2 separate regions of the Gossypium hirsutum genome follow, and region 1 is linked to region 2. The links are chromatin contacts, called in public Hi-C maps. All regions are on one chromosome and are shown on one strand. The core of a region is the stretch at or near the end of the contact, and the rest is flanking DNA. Distances in the headings are between cores, read along the strand shown.

Region 1 (6,203 bases), core at 857-3,356, 150 kb after region 2:
AAGGAACAGCCATACCTGATCAACATGCAAGATGGAAATAAGACTGTTCATCTCAATAAATTCTTTGAAAATGTTGAGAATGAAGAAAGCAAAACTGTCCACAATGCAAACACCGTGAAACAACTATGTCCCAGAATGTACAACAATGCCACGCATGTTCCTCAAAGAGCCAAAATCATGAAGGTTAAGAAAGATCCAATGCAGCTAGTTGAAGCATTCTATGTTATGGTACTGGATCATCTGCAGGTTGAACCAGAACCTCAGTGGCCACTGGCTTGGACATAGAAGCACTGGTTAAGGCTCAAGGACCACTAACTCGACCACATTGAAAATGGCACAGTTTGACATTCGTAAATGAAAATGAATGCCAGCCTTTGAATGGAATTACCCTGGATTTCAAAACTGTCTGCTATATATTGGATAAACAATTTATATACAAAACAACAATCAAGGGGAATGAATATATTAATATTACAAAACCAAATTAAAGCATATATTCTTTCTCATAGAACGACAATCAGCAGCACACAAATAGCATCTTGAGCTTTAAACAATCCAAGAACTCTCAAAATGAATACACTGTTTTACCAACTTAAAACATCCGTTCTCACCAGATTGAAGCACTAAACAAAAATATGGAAATATTGGATTTTACTTTCAAGTACCAGCATTAGGCAAAGCTGCCATAAATGAATTGTATGAAGATTCCAAGTCAAAATGGAGCTGCCTAGCTTGCTGTTCTGTTAACTCATCCGCTGCCCCCATCTTAGCCAACCTTGAAATCCATTCCCTCATTTTGATCTTCCCCTCGAAATCAGGTGGCAAAATACCAAGCTTATTGAGTGATGCTGAGAGGTCAGACAACAATGGATATACTTGATCAACAGCCACCATGTTGAGTTTCAATGAATCCATGGCAGTAATAAAATTCTGCACACATTCAGCCACAATGGCAGCCGAGGTAGTCGCTGAGGCAGCTGCCGCGGCCCGGTGCTCCACCGTGGCTGGCACCCCAGAGGTCACCAAACGATTTATAGCGGCCGGACAGTCCATTTTATATGTATCTGCAAAACGTTCAATACTAGGGACCGTATCTTTGAGTGTTGAAGCCAAGGTCTTGAAATGGGCAATAAGCTTTTGGCATTCAGTCTCATATTCAGATGATGAAATAATATCCCTCACATAAGCTTTTTCAAGCTTCTCTGTTGCCTTGATAATGGCATACAGCTCTGCAAAATTCTCATACATTTCTCTCTCGCGCTTGTCGTTCCATAGCTTAACCTCCATTTAAGCAAAGGCTTGGTATATTACTATACTGAAACAAAAAAAGGGGTCAACTTTGGGATCAACTAAAATGGGGTTTTAAGTTCAAGTTTTGGAGGATTGGAGAAGAGAACGGGACACGCGCAAAGAGAACTAAACTTTATTCACTGCAAAAAAAAAAACGCTGAAATTAGATTGCTATCCATTCTTCATTAATAAAGATTCTATTTTTTTCTATACATAACACATAAATCCAACCAAAATCAAAATCATTAAGAAAAAGAAAAATACCCAGAAATGAAAACATGAACTTCATGACATCTTCATCATCAAAAACTAAAAAAAGATCAGACTTTTACTTCTATATGATTTCCCTAAGCAAACAACAATAAAAACACTAAAAGGGCATAGAAAAAAGATGATCAAGAACCAAAAAGTGAAACAACCCCAGAAACTTTCCTTACCTTAATTCATCCCAAAACGAGATAATAGCCCTAACAAAATTCTGTGTTTTCACAGATCAAATAATTATAGGAAAAAAGAAAAGAAAAAAAAAAGGGTTGCTTTCTTTTCATTAAATTGATAAAAAGAAACAAATAAATAATAATAATAATAATGGGGTTGGGGGTCCTGAGGGAAGGTGGGATGACTTACGATACAACAATACAAAGGAAATGAAACGCGGCTTCGAATGTCGTGCAGAGGTGTGGCGCTGTTTTGCAGCAGAGAGAGAGAGAGAGAGAAGGAAGGGATTGCGTGTAGGTATAGAGGGTGGAATTATATTATTATTAGGTGCTTACGGCATCTACGTGTAGCAGTTGGGAAATGACCTGAAAAGTAAAACACTTCCCTCTTCCCTGCTATTATTGTGTAAAGTCTTTTACTTTGTGCCATTTTTTTATTTGATTTGATTGATGTTGACTCAAATTTGAACGTAGGCTTCAAGAATTTAGATAGTTCTTTAATTCCAGTGTTGTTTGAGAATATTATGTGAGAGAGGATGCCATTAAGATAAGTGTTTTCAAAGACCATCAGGTGTGGAGGGAAGCCGTCAAGGGTGTGAATGATTATCACCAAGGGTCTAAAGAGGCCCTTGACGCGCAGTAAGTTTGAAATGGTCTAGAGAATATGGATTCTAAAAAGTTTTGAAGCGTATCAAAAGTTCTAGTATACATATTGCGAGTTGAAGTACATAACAAACATATAAAGAATATTTAATAGAGGTGAATTGATGAAATGGGATTTATTCAATCTATTTGAATTGACATGATTTGTAGAATATTTTTATAGTTAAGTAAAACACTTTAAAGAAATTCAGGGCTACCATGGTAAATAGGAAAGTTAATATATATGTAATCTAATAAGATTTGATTTTGTAATATTAAAGAATTGAGTCAATACCTTAAGAATCTCAATTATAGATAGACTCTAATATGTACCGTTAGATTAGGAGGAGTTTAATTATAAATAGAGGCATTTCACTATTTGTTTTTATTTAGTTATAATCCTTCAAAGTAATAGAGATACTTTGAGAACATTTATTCAAATATTATGTGTGTGTTTCTTTCTTGTGGCATTTTCTGTTCTTTCATTACTCTTTTGTTTTGAGTTGCTTTTGTTTTATTTTTCGATACCTTAAAGAATTTCTATCAAGAATTCACTATATAAACTGCGAGACTAAAATTATAATCCCAAGACACTAGGATATACAAAAAGATTCTAGAAACATAGAAGAGTTCAAATGGTAGCTAAAGGACCAAAACCTAAAATAAGGTAAATTGTCCTAAAAGTTCTAAAACAATGTAGCCTAAGCTAACGTAGAATATTTTAAAGATACGTTATGGATCAATTATTCATAATTGTAGTATCAAATGGGCTTAACTTATATATAAGAGGCACCCCTTCCTCATTTGTATGTAACTTGGGATTTAAGTAAATAAGACTTTTAACATTCTCCCAACGCTTTAGTCTTAAAGTGTGTTCAGGATTTGTTGTTGATGTGTCGTGAAACTAATTAAAAATTTGACTAAGGCAGGTGCACTTATCAATTAATAGTATAACTATGGTGAGCAAATATATCATTCTCACGAATACTAAAAGTACTAGTAATTATTGTCTTTCTATTATTTAATCGAATAATTGAGAGATTGATTAAAAACTAAAATTAACTAATTTTATTAACTAACGAACATGAAAAAAAACAAAACACGAAAATAATCGATTAACAACCAAGAAGCGAAACAATACCTAAGAAAGAATTAACCTAGATTTCATCTATCACCATAAATCTAAATTACGAAATTTCTTTACTTAGTACCATGATTTATAGAAATCCCTAAATTATGCTAATATCTCTTTCATGTATAAGAGCAACTGACTCTAGGTAGATTAATTGAAATTTCTTTCCAATTAAAAACCTCTATTAGCGCATTAACTCGTGCTATGGATTCCCCTATTAGATTTGGCTTTAATCGGGTAGATTTATGTTAACCTATTTCTAGGATTGTATGCAACTCCACTCAATTATGTAAGATCTAATCTTAAACAGTGTCTATTCAACCACCAAATTAAGCACATTAAATATGAATCAATACTCTAAAAATATTAAACAAAGAATTAAGAACACATAATTGAGAACAAGAAACTAAGTATTTATTGTGTAAAATAAAAATCAAACGAAAGAATCCATAATAGGGTTCATCTACCTAAATATTTAGAAAACTAGTTCATTCTTGAAAATAGAAACATCCAAGATATAGTATAACCAAAATAAATAAAGAAACTCATGATAATCCCCTAATAAATCAATTGGGAACTTTCAATCTTGACAGAAATCTGCTTCAAAGTCAGCTTTAATGGTATTTTTCGAGTTATTTTCTTGAATATTCTATGACGATTTACTTCTGTCTTCTTATTTTTGTCACATATATGTATTAGAATGCTTGAAAAACCTAAAAATAGTGATTTTTGTAGTTTGGTGTGCAATTTCGTGAAATCGGCATAACCTACCACACGTCTGTGTGGGTCACACGACCGTGTGGTTTGGCCGGCTCATACAGCTTGCTTCGATGCTTCGATTTTCACTCATTTTTTGTTCCTTTTACTCCCAAGTGCTCTATTAAGCATTAAAACATGAACTTAAAGGATTAGGAGTATAATATTCACAATTAACATCTGATAATCACCAAAAAAACGTATTAAGAATGAGTTTAAACATGTTACTTTTAGCACTTATTAGTTGTTGGAGGCAAAAAAGCTTCACTCCAAAAACAATCTCAAACACCTAGCTTTGGGGTGGAAAGTGCAGTGAAAGAGTGTTTTTTACCCAAATGCAAAAGCTGGGGTTTAGCTATTTTTAGCTTTTGACTTTTGCATTTTAAAGTACAAATTATCAAAATACCATTATTTGTATTAACCATTTAAAATGTATTTAAAATTTTGGATTAATTTATATTTTATGTATCATTTATTAAATTATATGAATATTATTTACAAATATAATTATGTTAATTTATTTAAATATTATTAATTATTATATTTAAAAGTTTAAAATTTTTCATGTATAATTAAATTTACAAATAATTTATTAATTATTAAACAATATTTAAAAAATACATTTTATGTATAATTATATTAAATTATTTAAATATTATCTAATTTAATTTATTTTTTAATTTCTAACATCATGTGTAAATTAGACATTTTAACTTCCCATCGTAGTTTTTGAAAACAATGTCAAACACCTTAAATTAACAAACCACACTTTTTCATAACATTTTTCCCGACGCACTTTCTAAAATTATATTTTTCAAACTAAGCTTTTCAAAAGCACTTATCAATTGCAGTAGAAATGTCAAATTGGCCCTTAGCGTGCTTTAGAGTGCTTTCTTAGTGTGCTTATTAGATCCTAGAAACTAGCTAGTGCCTCTTCAAGAAAGATTAAAGGTTAATTTAGGTAATGTTAGCATAAGACTCTTGTCTAAGGCAGCAAGTAACATCCTTGATATTTTTCAAGAAGTGGAAAACGTCAATTTAGGTTGACACGTATTCCAAAATTTCGGAAATGACAAAAATAAAATTAATAATATTAGTAGAAAATATGATTGGATATTATAAGAGGACAACTATATAGTGAGCTTATTTTCTTGCAAAGCTAACTAATAACATTGTTGGAGAAGAAAGAAATGTGAAGAAAAGTTAGGGCTTTTAAGTAAATAATGTAAGGATGGTGAAGTTTCTTTTAGGAATTTATATTTATTTCATCATAATGCATGGAAATAGCGTGCAATTTTTGTTTTGATATTAAATGTTGTATATGTCTTGTGATAACGAAGAGAGATAAGAAAGGTGAACATCAAATGGGTGATAAAGGCAAAGATATAGCAAAGGAGTGAAGGAAGAAGGAAGGGGTTCATTCAAGCATTTTGTTGTAAGTATATCAAGAGTTTTACTTATTTAATCAAACCCTAAGTAGAAATTTGATAAATTAGTTTAGTATTTTATTTGAAATTTATTTACATAGGAAAATGATGATTTAATTCTATGGAATTATTTGAATATGAAATTGCATTTTTATTATGAATTTGAAAGTGTATGTGTAGTGAATTTGATGAAAAAGACTAAATTAAAAAAAGTGTAAAAGTTAGATAGGTGAAATAAATATTGATATGAAGTTTATAAACAAAAAGTTCAGATGCCAAGTGAAATTTTAGTGATTATTGACTTAATTTAGATAAGGGCTAAACTGTAAAAATAAAAATTTTGACTTTGTTCTATTTGTTGAGAAAATGTAAACAAATGGTATAGTTTAAATGCCTTTGTAGACAAAATAAGAGCTACTAGGATATAAATGACATGCTATTAGAAAAGTGACTAAGTGTGCAAGTGTTAGCGACACTTCAGTGTAAAGTGACATTTGCACATTTGCGTAAAGAATAGTG
Region 2 (6,232 bases), core at 1,487-3,986:
CCATCCAACAAAATGTTGCTGGCCTTTAAGTCTCTATGAATTATTCGAAGTCTCGAATCTCGATGGAGGTAAAGGAGTCCTCTAGCAATGCCTTCGATGATGCTGAGGCGGGTTCTCCAATCTAGCTTTTCTTTCCTGGCCTCATCTGCCATAAAATTTATCAGGAAACTTCAGCTGTAAGTACAAAGAAATGGCTGCAAAAACTAATAATAAATCCAGGCTTTGCCCTTCTTGCGGGACTTACTGAAAAGAAAGTAGTCCAAACTTTTATTAGGCATATACTCATAAATCAGCATCTTTTCATCCCCTTGAATGGAGCAACCTAAGAGCCTAACAAGATTCCTATGCTGCAGTTTGGCAATGAGGATAATCTCATTCTTAAACTCCTCTAAGCCTTGGCATGACTTGGCTGAAAGCCTCTTTACAGCTATTTCTTGACCTCCAGGAAGCTCTCCCTGTTGACAAGGATAAACAAATATTACCACCTTTAGTTCAATGACATTACACATATTACATACATAACAATTTGATGAAGTTACTAAAGAAAATCACCTTATATACAGCACCAAAACCCCCCTGCCCAAGCCTGTTTCCTTCAGAAAAGTTGTTTGTTGCAGCTGCCAAGCTACCAAGGTTAAAAATTGGTAATTCCGGCCTATTAACTTGATTCCCGTCAATAAGGATGCCGGATGATACTGAAAGATCTGCTGATAATTCTTTGCTCTTCGACTTGGACTGTACAAGAACTGCTATATCGTTGTCCTTGCAACATGGCATTGACGAAACTGCAGGCAAACCTGAAAAAAAGAGCTGAAAAATCAATACCAAGTAGTAGACTATATGGCTTTCGAGAAGGAGAAAAAGTGATTACCTTTTGGTTTCTTCTTGTAGATCCATAGTAGCCAAAGAGCTACCATTAAGCTGCATGCCCCCACCAGAGAAATTATAATTATAACAAGTTTAGATATCTTCCTCCTGCCATCTATGATTGAAATGAAAAGAAAAAAAAAACGGTGTTAATAGATCACACAAGTATTGTTTCAAGATTCAATTTTGGCTCGGATTTATGCAGCCAAATGCAACAGAACTTTAATGTTCAAACCTTAAAATGAAAGAATGAACTCAACCATTCATAGCCTGCTAACATATGAAATTTAGTAGATGCCTTGCAAGGCAGGAAAATTTAGCTTCTAATTACTAATAACATAAAGGAAGTTAGCTTACCTAATTCAGAATGATGGAGACGATAAAAGAACTCTAAACTTCCACTTTGATCCAAATGTGAAATATCAACCAAATCTTCTGTCCACATCATGCATCCAATACCGGAAACAAATGCATATGCGTTACACGAACAATTTCCCAAGCAGCTTCTTCCGCAAGCATCTAAGTTGCTTGCAGACAGGAACAAGTTCGATAAATCGGGTAACTTGATGCACTTCAATCCCTTAAATCCATCTGGTTCACCGGTACCATTGGTCCTCTGGCACTGCAACTCGATCTTCCGTTCACATCCACCTGACCAGTTCCCTCTACTCCATTGATCCGGAAACTTTGGTCTAAACCCTTTTAAACAATTGCAACTTAAAGAATTGGAGTTGTCACAGGTTGCATATTTCCCACAAAGATTGTAAAGTTCACATCTATTAGTAGGGTCAGGATGTAATTGTAGATCTTCCCATTTTTTCTCGTCCTCATTCCATCTCAACTGATGCTCCCTTCCATCCCACCCTACTCGAAATCTCAACAAATCAGAAGGGTTTGAAGGATTATATGTGAAATACTGTGTCCTATTTTCATCAGGCTGAGAAAGCTTGAATCCATATAAGAAACTAGCAATGTTACTCATATTGGAAACACCTGTGAAAATCACTGAATTCCATTGACCACTTCTCCACCTTCTTTTTATATGATCCCATATTATGATCTGTGGTCCTCCATGAGGATCAACACCCACAGTATAGTTCCCTGGTGATGGATCATTAGCTGATTTCCATGCTGTGAAAGCACGGTACTCACCTATTGCTGAATTCACCGGTACTCTCATTCCAGGCAGAAATGTATCAGTTGGATGACTGAAGCTTTGCCAATGGACTCCATGGGTATCACCAATGCTTTCATTGCTTGATAACACAAAATTCCCTGAATTCTGGAGAATTGCAGCCGTGTTGTTCGATGAAAACCTTGAAACATTAGATGACCAAACTAAACTGTTATTACCATCGAACACAACCAAGTTACCATCAACACCAATCCTCAAAGCTCCATCATTGCCAGATATTGGATTGTTTCGATTTGCAACCCAAACAACTGCTTTCACATCAACCTTGTACCATATCCCAAGAAATCTAAGTGTGGAGTTTTCAGGACTGAAGAATCCCAGTTCGAAAATCTCAGCTTCAGATATCAACGTGTCACCATCCCTTACCGTTTGGCCTTGTCTGATTATATCAACCCCATCACAAATCCGAACAAGAGAACATAGAAGAAAAATGGATGAAACAAGTAAAACAAAAACTGGGTTGTTGATATTAGTTTCCATATCACAGTCTATGAGGAGAAATGCAGAGGTTAGGAATATTTGTGGGGGTATTCATAAACAAGGTTCAAAACGGTGGCCTTGTTTGTCTGCGGATTAAGAAGACAATTTAGACTCTAAAACCTGCAGAAAGTACTTTTTACATATACTTTGGGTTTTTATGTTTTTGACCATTGAAACATAAAAAAGAAGCGGCGGTGACGGCTGGCGGGATGCGGAAGAACAAAATGGACGGCCTTTTGGAGTTTGGACCCATCCATCGTTTTAACTAAAACTAGGGGAGGCGATTAGCAATTCTAAAATTCTTGTTTATTATTTTAATTAAATTAAAATATTCAAATCTAAATATTATTTAAGTTTGAAAAAGTTATATATCTTTAAATATTCAAATTCACAATATTTATAATTTTGATTATTAAATATTTTTAATTATTATTTAAATAATAACAATTTTGCAAATCAAATGAGCAACTGTCCATAATATGAAATAAACATCTAATGTAAAAATCCAAAGCAACCACGTGAGAAATATGAATGGGCATTAGTTATTAAATATGAAGGTAATAAAGTTGACCAAAGGTTATTGTCACATGCCGTCATCAACTACTTATGGGGGCCATTTTTCTGCCCTGGATTTGGACTACTTGCAATGGCATGAACCATCTGGTCAACCTCGGTCATTGGGTCTTCCTTCAGAAATTACTATAAATATTAACATTAAATAGTTATTTTTTATATTAATTAAAAAAAAGTAAAAAATAAAATAAGGTTTTACTAATTCAGTAGATTTAAGTATGATTTGTCAATTGAGTTATAATTTAATTGGTATTGACATTATTATTAATGTAGAAAGATGTGACTTTGAGTGCGCTGAATCATATTATCCTCTTTATGAGTTGGGGAGAGACTATAGATAATTCTAAGCACTGTGTCAAAAAAGAGCGAATATGATCAGAATCTATAATGAGATTGCTAAAAAAATAAGTATGGTTTCATATAGTTCTAATTGAGATGTGCATTATTCTCACTTTTAGTTGCTTGAAGTTTTGGTCATAAGGTTGGATGGAATGAATGTTAGGAAAATTGTGGAGGGTTAAATTTGAAATTTAACCCTTTTATTTTTATTTTAAAGAATTTTTTCTTTTTACATTTTTGAATTGAAAATGTAAAACTAATTGATGAAATTAAATTCAAATTTAATTTAATGTCATTTTTTTTTGTTATATGACTATTAGGGGAGTATTTGTTTCATTTCAAAATGTCATACTAACAGATTTAATAGTAAGATTTTAACAATGTTAATTATTTGACTTAAATTTTGTAATTTGAATAATAAAAAGGACTGAATTCCTAAAAAGAATGTTATTTTTGTTTACTAAATGGAATGGTTTCATGTGAGGCCCCCCTGCAGCGCATATTTTCCACAAGAAGGAGGTTTTACCCCTCATGCTGTTGGAGTCGGACAAGGACCCTCTGAGGTTTGATCGCTACCAAGGCATTCCCCCATACCTGAAACCAATGACCATTCTAGTATGGAACTGTAGAGGGGCCAAGCACCATGACTTTGTCCCCATTGTACATATCATGTGAATTACTGAAACTAAAGCCCGTGCTAGCGAGGTTCTGAGGATTGTGGACAAGCTTCCTTTTGATGCTTGGATTGACACTACGGCTATTCACTGTAAAGGAAGGTATTTGGCTTTTATGGCTCTCTTCGACTACCACTATTACACGTCTTTGCGACACTGAACAAGAAATCCACATTTATGATATTATGAAGGGAATTAATTATAATAGAATTAAATTAAAAAAAATATAGTTTTTAGACACTAATAAAATAATTTTACATAATTAAATTTTAAAAATAATAAAGTATTATTATACACTTATCTATATTTAATATACTTTTCAACTTAATTAGACTTTAATTAAATTACTTAAAATAATTAATTTTTTAAATTATAAACAAATATCTTTTCTTCTTTTACAAATTTTAATCATTTTGTTTTTTCCATAAGTTAATATATTTTATTTTGTGCAACCAAATTTTTTTTAAAAAAATTAGTAATTTTTGTACCATTTTTTCCATGTCATTTGCATATAATTTTTGTAATTATTTTAGCATGAACCTCAAACCTTGAACTCGAATTATGAACCTTAAACCTTGAGCCTTGAACCTTAAACCTTGAGCCTTGAAATTTAAGGTTTGGATTCGAAATTTAAAATTTAGGGTTTAAGGTTTAAGTTTTGAGTTTGGGGTTTGCGATTATGGGTTTATGGTTTTGATTTAAGGTTTGTGGTTATAGGTTTAAGGTTTTGATTTAGGATTCAATGGTTCGGGGTTATGAGTTACGAGTTCAAGGTTCGTTAGAGTGTAAGGATTTGGTTGTTTGTTGGAATGAACAGAGCCTTGGTTTTGGTTTTAGTATTGATTTAAGTGACTAATTCGGTGGTTTATTGGTCAATTTTAGGTGCTGAGTGGCTCGTGAGTGTTTTCGCATTGAAATCGTACCAGGTGTGTTCCCAAAACGCAGAAAATTGAGCTTCGGCGAAAGCCAAAAAAATCACATTGTCGAGACCACATGGGTGTGTGCCTGGCCGTGTGCGAGACACAGCCGTGTGGCCGTGCGCAAGACACGACTGTGTGGCGGTGTAGGTGTGGCCGTGTGAGCCACACGGGCTAGACAAAGTTGGGCATGTAGGTTTTTGGCTAGGCCGTGTGGGCCACACGGGCGTATGGGCTAGACGGGCGTGTGGGTCCATAATTCTAGAATTTTTCCTAGGGTCGCACGGGTCGCTCCGATCAACTGTGGGCCTACTGTAGGGTCGGTAAGGGCTAACCAAACCCTAAGTTATGTGATCTGATAATCTGATATTCTGCTCTGAGTATGACACTATTATGCATGTCTGATTATTCTGTTAAATACATACATGATATCTGTATATGAGCATGTAAGCATGATATTTCCGTATATATGTTTGGGATGAGATTTGTATATGTGGAGGAAGTGTTCTGTATGACGACTATCGCTTATATTCTAGCAGCTTGGCTGCATAATATCTAATATGTGTCGTAATGACACAATATGGTGTGTAAGGATGGGTGGATGTTTTTAAACCCACATGGTGTGATAGGATGGTCGGAGTTGGTGTGTAGAGGATGGGGATAGGATTCTGAATATCTGTTTTGCATATCTGGTTTTGTTATCTGTATCCATAAAGGACTTAAGTCCGAAATCTTAATTTGAATCTGATTGTGTATGCGATATCTGTATGAATGGTATGTCTAATTCTGTTGGATTACACACTGAATTTACGAAAACTCATATTTGTTTGTCTGTTCTGTTCAGGTAATCCACGGTCTTAGGCGGATTGGTGTGACGGAGCCTCACGGTGACCACGAATTCATAACCGTTTAAGATTTTGAATTTCATTTAATTTAAGATTTATTTCTGGGAGTTTTGTAATAATTGGACTCACCGGATTGTTTGGTTTAATTTTGGGTTTTGGGATTTTCGATTTAACTCTTTATTTGAGACAAGTAGCTAAAAACATGATTTTTCACTAAAACAAAGGTTTTCTGAAAATACGAACGGGATTTTCAAATATGACATTTTTATGACTTCCGCTGTAATTTATGTTTTGACAATTAAACTAATTTAACAACACTTTCGATAATGGTTATAAACGAAT

Evidence for each region. Hi-C and Micro-C count contacts between places; a contact is called where the count stands out from the background.
Region 1: a Hi-C map of leaf shows a contact between it and region 2, with 2.9 times the contacts expected there. The contact joins the promoter of LOC107888994 here to the promoter of LOC107888989 in region 2. A contact is called at or near these places in 2 of 34 Hi-C or Micro-C datasets (leaf and petal).

Annotation. Positions count from the first base shown.
Region 1 is chrA09:60,095,538-60,101,740 of Gossypium_hirsutum_v2.1, forward strand. It overlaps LOC107888994 (vacuolar protein sorting-associated protein 28 homolog 1), which reads right to left and starts at 2,107. Exons shown (of 2, transcript XM_016813274.2): 1 at 1,918-2,107; 2 at 485-1,430. The coding sequence starts at 1,287. The coding sequence ends at 658.
Region 2 is chrA09:59,942,846-59,949,077 of Gossypium_hirsutum_v2.1, forward strand. LOC107888989 (G-type lectin S-receptor-like serine/threonine-protein kinase B120) reads right to left here and starts at 2,737. Exons shown (of 7, transcript XM_016813269.2): 1 at 1,225-2,737; 2 at 872-982; 3 at 553-797; 4 at 245-455; 5 at 1-145. The coding sequence starts at 2,542.